Linked DNA regions of Ovis aries: region 1 is linked to region 2. The links are chromatin contacts, called in public Hi-C maps. All regions are on one chromosome and are shown on one strand. Each heading gives the region's core, a stretch centred on a gene start, on an enhancer-like site or on the middle of the called end of the contact. The rest is flanking DNA. Distances are from core to core; before and after follow the strand shown.

What was found. A called contact is a pair of places that touch in the nucleus more often than the background predicts.
Region 1: a Hi-C map of liver shows a contact between it and region 2, with 5 times the contacts expected there. The contact joins two enhancer-like sites. A contact is called at or near these places in 12 of 16 Hi-C or Micro-C datasets (blood, hypothalamus, liver and 6 more).

Annotation. Positions count from the first base shown.
Region 1 is chr3:2,067,223-2,070,720 of ARS-UI_Ramb_v3.0, forward strand. No RefSeq gene overlaps it. Among named protein-coding and RNA genes, the nearest start is that of TRNAG-UCC, 2.5 kb to the left of the region's middle. Within about 2 kb of position 2,084, at least 9 of the 54 cell types and tissues checked have an H3K27ac peak or open chromatin away from gene starts, as enhancers often do. A contact at or near this core is called in hypothalamus and liver, where this site is marked.
Region 2 is chr3:1,845,450-1,848,936 of ARS-UI_Ramb_v3.0, forward strand. No RefSeq gene overlaps it. Among named protein-coding and RNA genes, the nearest start is that of RXRA, 95 kb to the right of the region's middle. Within about 2 kb of position 2,137, at least 6 of the 54 cell types and tissues checked have an H3K27ac peak or open chromatin away from gene starts, as enhancers often do. A contact at or near this core is called in hypothalamus and liver, where this site is marked.

The DNA of each region.
Region 1 (3,498 bases), core at 834-3,333, 220 kb after region 2:
CCAGCGATCTTCCCGACCCAGGGATCGATCCCACATCGCCTGCACTGGCAGGATTCTCTACCGCAAAGCCACCAGGGAAGCCCGTACAATGTGACACCTCACGGTTGTTCAAAGGCCTGCGGTAGAGCTCATCACGGACACGAGGAACACAAGACGGACCTCGTAGAGAGGCACGATCCGGACAGCAGTGCAGTGCGGATACGACACACACACACCCACACACCATACACACACACAAACCATACACACACACCACACACCACACACACCACACACCACACACACACACACCACACACACACACACACACACACACCACCCACACACACACCCACACACCACAAACACACACTAACTGCCCCCACACACACACAGGAAAGGCAGGTCCTAACGACACTTGAGCAGGATTCATCACACACACGCACACACGCACACGGGAAAGGCACAGACACCTGCCCCACAGGCCGTGTTCTCTGGGTGGCAAAATCGATTTTCTCTCCTCACTTTTCTGTTCTTTTGGTTCTGTCTCTTGCACACTGAACTTGAGTTTTTTCCCACAACCAAACTCCAAAGCTTGCCTCTCGTTAAAGCTCTCCGCGGAACCCAGGAAGGAGCCGCGGAAGGTCCCCGGGCCTGCAGCTGGCCGCTTGAACTCCAGCCGGCCGCTGGCCTCGGAGCACCTGGGACGGGGGTGACACCTGACCCACTGCTTGGGGTCTCTGAGGGCGAAACTGAGCATGGCTTGGTCTCCCGGAGCAGAGGCCGCGGCGCCGGCTCAGTTACAGGCGGCGGACTCTGAAACCTCACGGTGATCGAGCGGCTTCTCCACGCCTGAACAGGCCGCCAGCGAGGGCCTGGGGCTGGGCCGCACGCGCCACCCCGCCACGCGGCCGGCCCTGCGGGCAGCGGGGCAGGGCTTCCTGGGCGCGCGGGTCCGGGCCGAGGGCGGCAAGAGGACCCCGGCTACGCGGAACAGAGGGGCAGCGTGACCGGCAGAGCGGCGGGAGGACAGCTCGGCTGTGACCGAGCCGTGAAGCGGGGACGCCGCGGGGGGAGGCGGCCTGACGGGGCGGCCGTCAGCAGGCGGACCCCGCAGGAGCGACCCGGGCAGGGCGCGGGGCAGGGCCACCGGGTCCATCCAACCTTCACTCTGGACTGAGAAGCTGAGCGGGGGACGTGAGGGCCGGTGAGACGGACGGACTCAGGGCCACACGGCAGACATCAGACTCCCGGGGTGGGGGTCAGGGCCCGGGAGGCCCGCCCGGGGACAGCAGCTCCCGACTCCCCGATCCAGCCTCAGCCTCTGTCCGTCCGGCAAGCTCACCCCACCGCAGGGCCTTGGCACGTGCCGGCCGGGGCCTGGATTCGCTTTCTCCAGGGCCCTGATGTCTGGCTCCGCCCTCACTTCTAGATGGAAGCTGAACCCCGAGATGCCTTCCCTGACCTCCTGGCTGAAGTCGGCCCCCGACACCGCCTCTGACCCCGTGTTATGACAGGCCTCCTCCTTTGGGAGCACCCACCCGTGCCAGACATCCTCTCACCCCGAGAGCTGCCAGCTGAGGGCCCACTCGTGCCCCAGATCCCAAGGTGCACCCTCACTCCCACAGAAGTGCCTGCCACGCTCAGGATCACGCCTCCTGTGCACACATCCGGTGGGGTCACTCCCTCTTACAGAGGAGTACCCAGCCACGCTCAGTCCATGCTCTGCTGGCGGCTGCGGTCAGCCCAGGGCCGCGTGTTCGGGTCCCTCGGGCCCACTCTGGCCACCAGCCCGGAATGAAAGGAGAGAACTGGGCCCAGCATCCCAAGGTCACGGGCCAAGTGCGGAGGACGCTGCTCCCCAGTTGAGCACAGGCAACACCAAGGTTACTCCAGGCTAAATAAACAAGAGGACAGGGCGGGAGGGATGCGTGGACACAGCACGTCAGCCGGCTGACCAGCGGGCGCAGCAGCCGGGCCTGCAGGGACGTGGGCAGAGCCGTGGGGTTCGCCCTGGCCAAAGGGCTGCAGGCTGGGGGAGCTGCCCGCCTGCAAGGACAAGGCCCACGGTAACCCCCTCGGGGCCAAGGGGCCCTGGGGGAGGCCTGCCTGGCCCCGGTCCCTCCCGTCCTGTCCTCAGACCAGAAGACGGACCCTCCAGTGACGTCTGCCCTCTTCTCCAGGCGCGGCCTTTCGGAGGGGCTGCAGGGCCGTTCTGCCCCCCAGCTGGCCTGAGGGAGGTGGGGCTGGGGGGCCAGCTGCCCACACAGCCCCTCCAGCCTCCACGTGTCCTTCTGGGCCCTACGGAAAACACAAAATGAACCCAGATTCTGCAGAGCTTTGCGCCCCTGGAACCAGAAACAAAGCTGCATTCTTCTGGGAAACAGGCTCGTCTCAGAGTCTGAAAGGCCTATGACACCAACACCCAGCAGGAACCTTGCGGTTTCAAAGATGCAGGAGCCGCTTCCCCAAGGTCTAGAGGGGATAGAGGAGGGCCGAAGCCCAGGTCCAGACCCCTGCAGAGGAGCTGCTTCCCTGGAGGGTCCGGGCTCTGCTCAGCTCTACCCGGCCTCCAAGAGGGGCCCATTCACAGACGCGGAAACTGAGGCTGGAGAGGGCAGTGGTCTGACTGACGGCCCCACAGAGATGTGTCCCTGGAATCCTAGGGATATAGGCGATCTTATGGGGGAAAGGGTCTTGGCAGATGTAACTACGTTAAGGATCTCAAAATGAATTGTCGTGGATTTCCGGGGGGATGAGGGGAGGGAGGGGGGCTACAACCAGTGACCGGTATCCTTATGAGAGACAAGAGGAGGGGCCACGTGGAGACGGAGGAGGAGGTGCGGCCACAAGCCAAGGACACCTGCAGCCGCCAGATGCTGGAGGAGGTGGGAAGGACCCTGCCCAGGAGCCCCCGGAGGAGCGATGCCCCACGACACCTGGATCTCAGGCCTCAGGCCTCCAGGACCAGTAGTGGTGTTCAGGCCCCTGGTCTGTGCGGCCTTGTTACAGCAGCTGCTGGAGCCCAGGCAGGCAGCTTCGCTTGCCTCCAAGGACTAAATGGAGATTCAGGCCGGTGGGTGGGACCCCAGAGTCTGAGCTGAAGGCAGCCATGTGCCGCCCTGGACAGACAGTCCCAGAGAGAAGGACCGGGCCTGCCTGCCTTTACTTAGGTTCTGAACACCCTCCAGCATCTGACCCAGCTAAGCAGGAGGTACCCAGGGACCACCTCCCTGGCTTTGCAGTGAGCCCAGGGGCCCAGTGTGGCTCTTGTAGTCTCTGCGGGCAGCAGGCTGAGTGTGGAGCCTGCAGGGAACCAGGGACGTGACCGGGCCGAGGCTCAGAGAGGCCGGAAATAGCAGAGGCTGCTGGGGCAAGGGCGGGGTCGTTGGGTCAGGGCAGGAGGCTTCAGGGAGCCAGGCTGGGGCTAGCAGCATCGGGGTGCCCCCCCCCACCGCCCCCCACCCCAGCCCCCATGGGACCTTCTCAGTCACGCCTGCCTCCGGGGCTGAGCCCTCA
Region 2 (3,487 bases), core at 887-3,386:
TCCTTCAGGAAGGTTGCCCGGCCACAGTCTGCATGCCGTCCTGGGAGTCTCCTGACCTCCCAAGTAACTCTCTTTAGTAAGGCTCAGTGTTTGTGCAGAAGAGTCTTGTGGTTTGGACAAGTACAGTGTCAGGGAGCCGCCAGAAGAGTTTCGGTGCCCTAAAAACCCCGCGTCTCCACTACTCCCACCCCACCGGAACCACTGATCTGTCTGCCGTCTCCAGAGCGATGCCTTTTCCGGAATGGTGCATAAACGGAACCGTGTGGTTTTTCTCTCACTTAGCAGTATGCGTTTATGATCCATCCGCGCCTTTCCGTGGCTGGCAGCTCATTCCGTTTTATTGCTGAGAGTGTTCCACTGTCTGGAGGGGCCTCAGTCTGCTTGTCCATTCAGTTACTGAAGGACGTCTTGGTTGCTTCCCGTTGTCAGTGGTTACAAATAACGCTGCTGCAAAGGTCCGTATGCCAGGCTGGGGGCGGACACGCGTTTTCAAATCGGCTGCATCGACACCTATGGGTGGGGTCACCAGACGCTGCTGAGTTTTGTAAGAAACTGCTTCCCAGAGCAGGCGGCCTCCACCTTCAGGGTGCAGGGGCCCCCGAGAGTCCTGCTGCAGCGGCCTCTCCCCAGTCTGCACTCTCCAAGGGCCTTGGTGGCTAAGCGAAGAGTGGGCCCCTCGCCCAGCCCGGGCCCTACCCCGCCTCCTGAGGGCTTGGCAGCGGGTGGAAGGGAAGCCCCCAGGCACCCCCACCAGCCCCCACCAGCCCCCCTGGGGCCCCACCTGTCCTACCGGGCAGCCTGGAATCCAGGCAGGCGGCCGGGCGGGCTCACACCTGGCCCTCCCCGGCAGGCACCCGGGCCAGCTCAGGCGGGAGCGCCGCCCAGACTTCAGGGGCCGGGGTCCCACTGCTGGAGCTGAAGGTGGGCCAGCACCTCCTCCCCTGGCTTGTTTCCTCCCCGAACAACGGGGCTGCACATCGCCAGTGGTCTCGGCTCTGCTCCACGCCTGCACGGCCTGTACCCACTGCGGCTGTCCCCCGTCCGCAGAGGGGAGGCTGAGGCCCAGGAGGGAAACGCTCTGTCCACCCAGGTCCAGCTGGGGGCGGACCCCAGGCCTGGCGTCCCGAGCCTCGGGCCTCCTGGAGGGCCCCAGCAGCCACTGCAGAGAAAGAGGGGCAGGAGGACAGAGGCCCAACGTGGAGGCAGCTCAGGGACCTCAGGCCCCCAGGCAGAGCGGGCTCCCGGAGCTGGGTGGGCCCTAACCGGGGGCAGCGCAGCCAGCAAAGCCGAGCTCGGCGATCCCGCCCCTGCCTCCGCCACGAGCCCCTCGGGTCCGTGGGCCTGGATTCCCTGGACGCTCCTGACCCACCTCTGCCTCAGAAGCATGAGAGCCAACAGCGCGCCTCTGGCGGACTGGGTTTTTCCCAGCCTCGCTCGCAGGGTGCCGAGTGCCGGCTCTCAGGTTCTGAGTCGCAGTCTGCAGCCAGCCCCCAGGTTAGGTCAGGGCCCAGGGGGGTGGGATAGAGCGCCCCTCAGGGTGGAGCCTGGCCTGTAAGTGTGGTCTGTGAGTGCGTGAATGAATGAGGAACCAAGGCCCCCACAGTCCGGGATTGCCACCCCCACTGGCAGCTCTGACCTCCCTGGGGCTTCCACCGTCAAGGGCATCACAACGCTGACCCTCCTGGTCCCCCGGCCTGGAACCGGCCCACAGCCCCGACCTCCTCCAGATGTGGCCCCAGACCAGAGGCGGAGGCCTCCAGCCCCCACGCTTGCCAGGCCTGTGCCCGAGGGACAGCCCTGTCCCAGGAAAATGACCCAGGATGTGGCAACCTCAGGGTCTTTTCTGGATGACTGAGGTCTCGCCCACCTCGGCACAGCGGCCCTGGGAGGTGGTGTCTGTCCCCACTGGCTGAGGTCCAGAGGGGACAGCGCCCGCCCACTCCCAGTCCGGGCTGAGCGCGCAGTGGGCTCCGCGGCCCAGCGGGGTGGCCCCCCTCTGCCCCGACCCCGACCCTCTGGCGTAATCGGACGAGGGCGTGGCCTGGCCCGCGGAGTTCCGAGGCTCCCGGCGATTCCAGGGGCCAGGAGTGGGCACCTGCCAGACGGGAAGGCCCCGCGCGGCCTCTGCCCTGCGCGTCCAGCAGGGGGCAGTGCTGCCTCGCACCGGGGCCACCCGGCGCGGACACGTCTGTTGTCTGAGCTCCTCCAAACGGTGGTCGGGGGTCGCGGGCTGGGCCGGCCCTGCTCCGGGCCCTGCCGTCCATCCGTCTCAGGACTCCTCCCCGGGGGTGCGGCCCCTCCCAGCTCCTCTGGGGTCCCCCGCATCCCCAGATGGCTTCTGAGGCTGGGGGACAGCTGGGTAAAATGGCCAGGCCACTCCACCTCTCTGAGCCCTCGAGATCGCCCCCCCCACCCAGGGACGGGAGGGATGGAAGTCCGCGCCCAGCCAGGCTGGCAGGCAGCAGCGGCCTGTTTCAGCTGGGGGTCAGCCCTCGGCACTGCAGAGGGGCCCCAAGCGCGCGGGCAGAGGAGACCGCGTGGGCATCAGGGGGCAGAGGACGAGAACTGCCGTGCGTCCCGTCTCCTGACGCCCTCCACACTCCGGCCCCTTCCTGCCTGAGGTCTCAGCCCCACTGGCCGCCTCTGCTCGGTTCTCATCCCTTGCTGCTGCCGCGCTCAGGCCCAGTGATGACCCCCGCTCCTTCTGTCCTCTGCGTCCCCTGCTGGGTGTCAGGGCCTCTCTGGGGGCTCACCCCCTCTTCCTAGGACTCCCTCCTTTTCCCACAGAGGCCTTTCTCCAACCACACTGCTTGCCTGACGATAGCAGGGCCCGCTCTCTCCTGTCACCGGGCTCCAGCACCCAGCTTGGAACCTGCCATACGGGGATGCCTGACAGTCCCGTCCAAATGCCCCAATCTCGCCTCTGAGGTTCCCCAGCCCTGCTCACTCAGCTCGTCACCGGATCCTGAGGCAGATAAACTTATCAAGCCCAGCATCTGTGGTCCAGGGGGACTGCCCTGGGCCGGGCTCACCATGGCAACTGGAGGCAGCAGGGAGGCCAGGAGCCAGATTGCCTGGCAGTGGCCGTGGGCAGCCCAGGGTCTCCGCGTAACTGGGGGCCTTCAACAGGCACAGCGCTTGGCAAGAGGTCAGGTGTGAGCCCTGCGCCCTGGACTCCTCCTCCTCTCGGGCCGCTGCCCACTGCCCCCCCCCCCTCGCTCTGCTCTTCCAGGATCGGCACTCCAGCCCAGGGGTGCTCCCTCGGGCCTGCATCCTGGACAACGCGCGGGGGACCCTCAGCCTGGGGAGGTCGTCTCGGCCATGGCCCTGCCCTGGTCTTCCCTAGAGACTCCCAACAGCCCCTCAGGCCCTGCAGCCATCAGAGGCAGCCTTCCTCGGGGTCCACTTACACCTCCCAGATGCCCCTGCAGGGTCTGCCCGTAGACACCGTGTCCAGAGCTGGGCCAGGGCCTACTGAGGCTGGGGT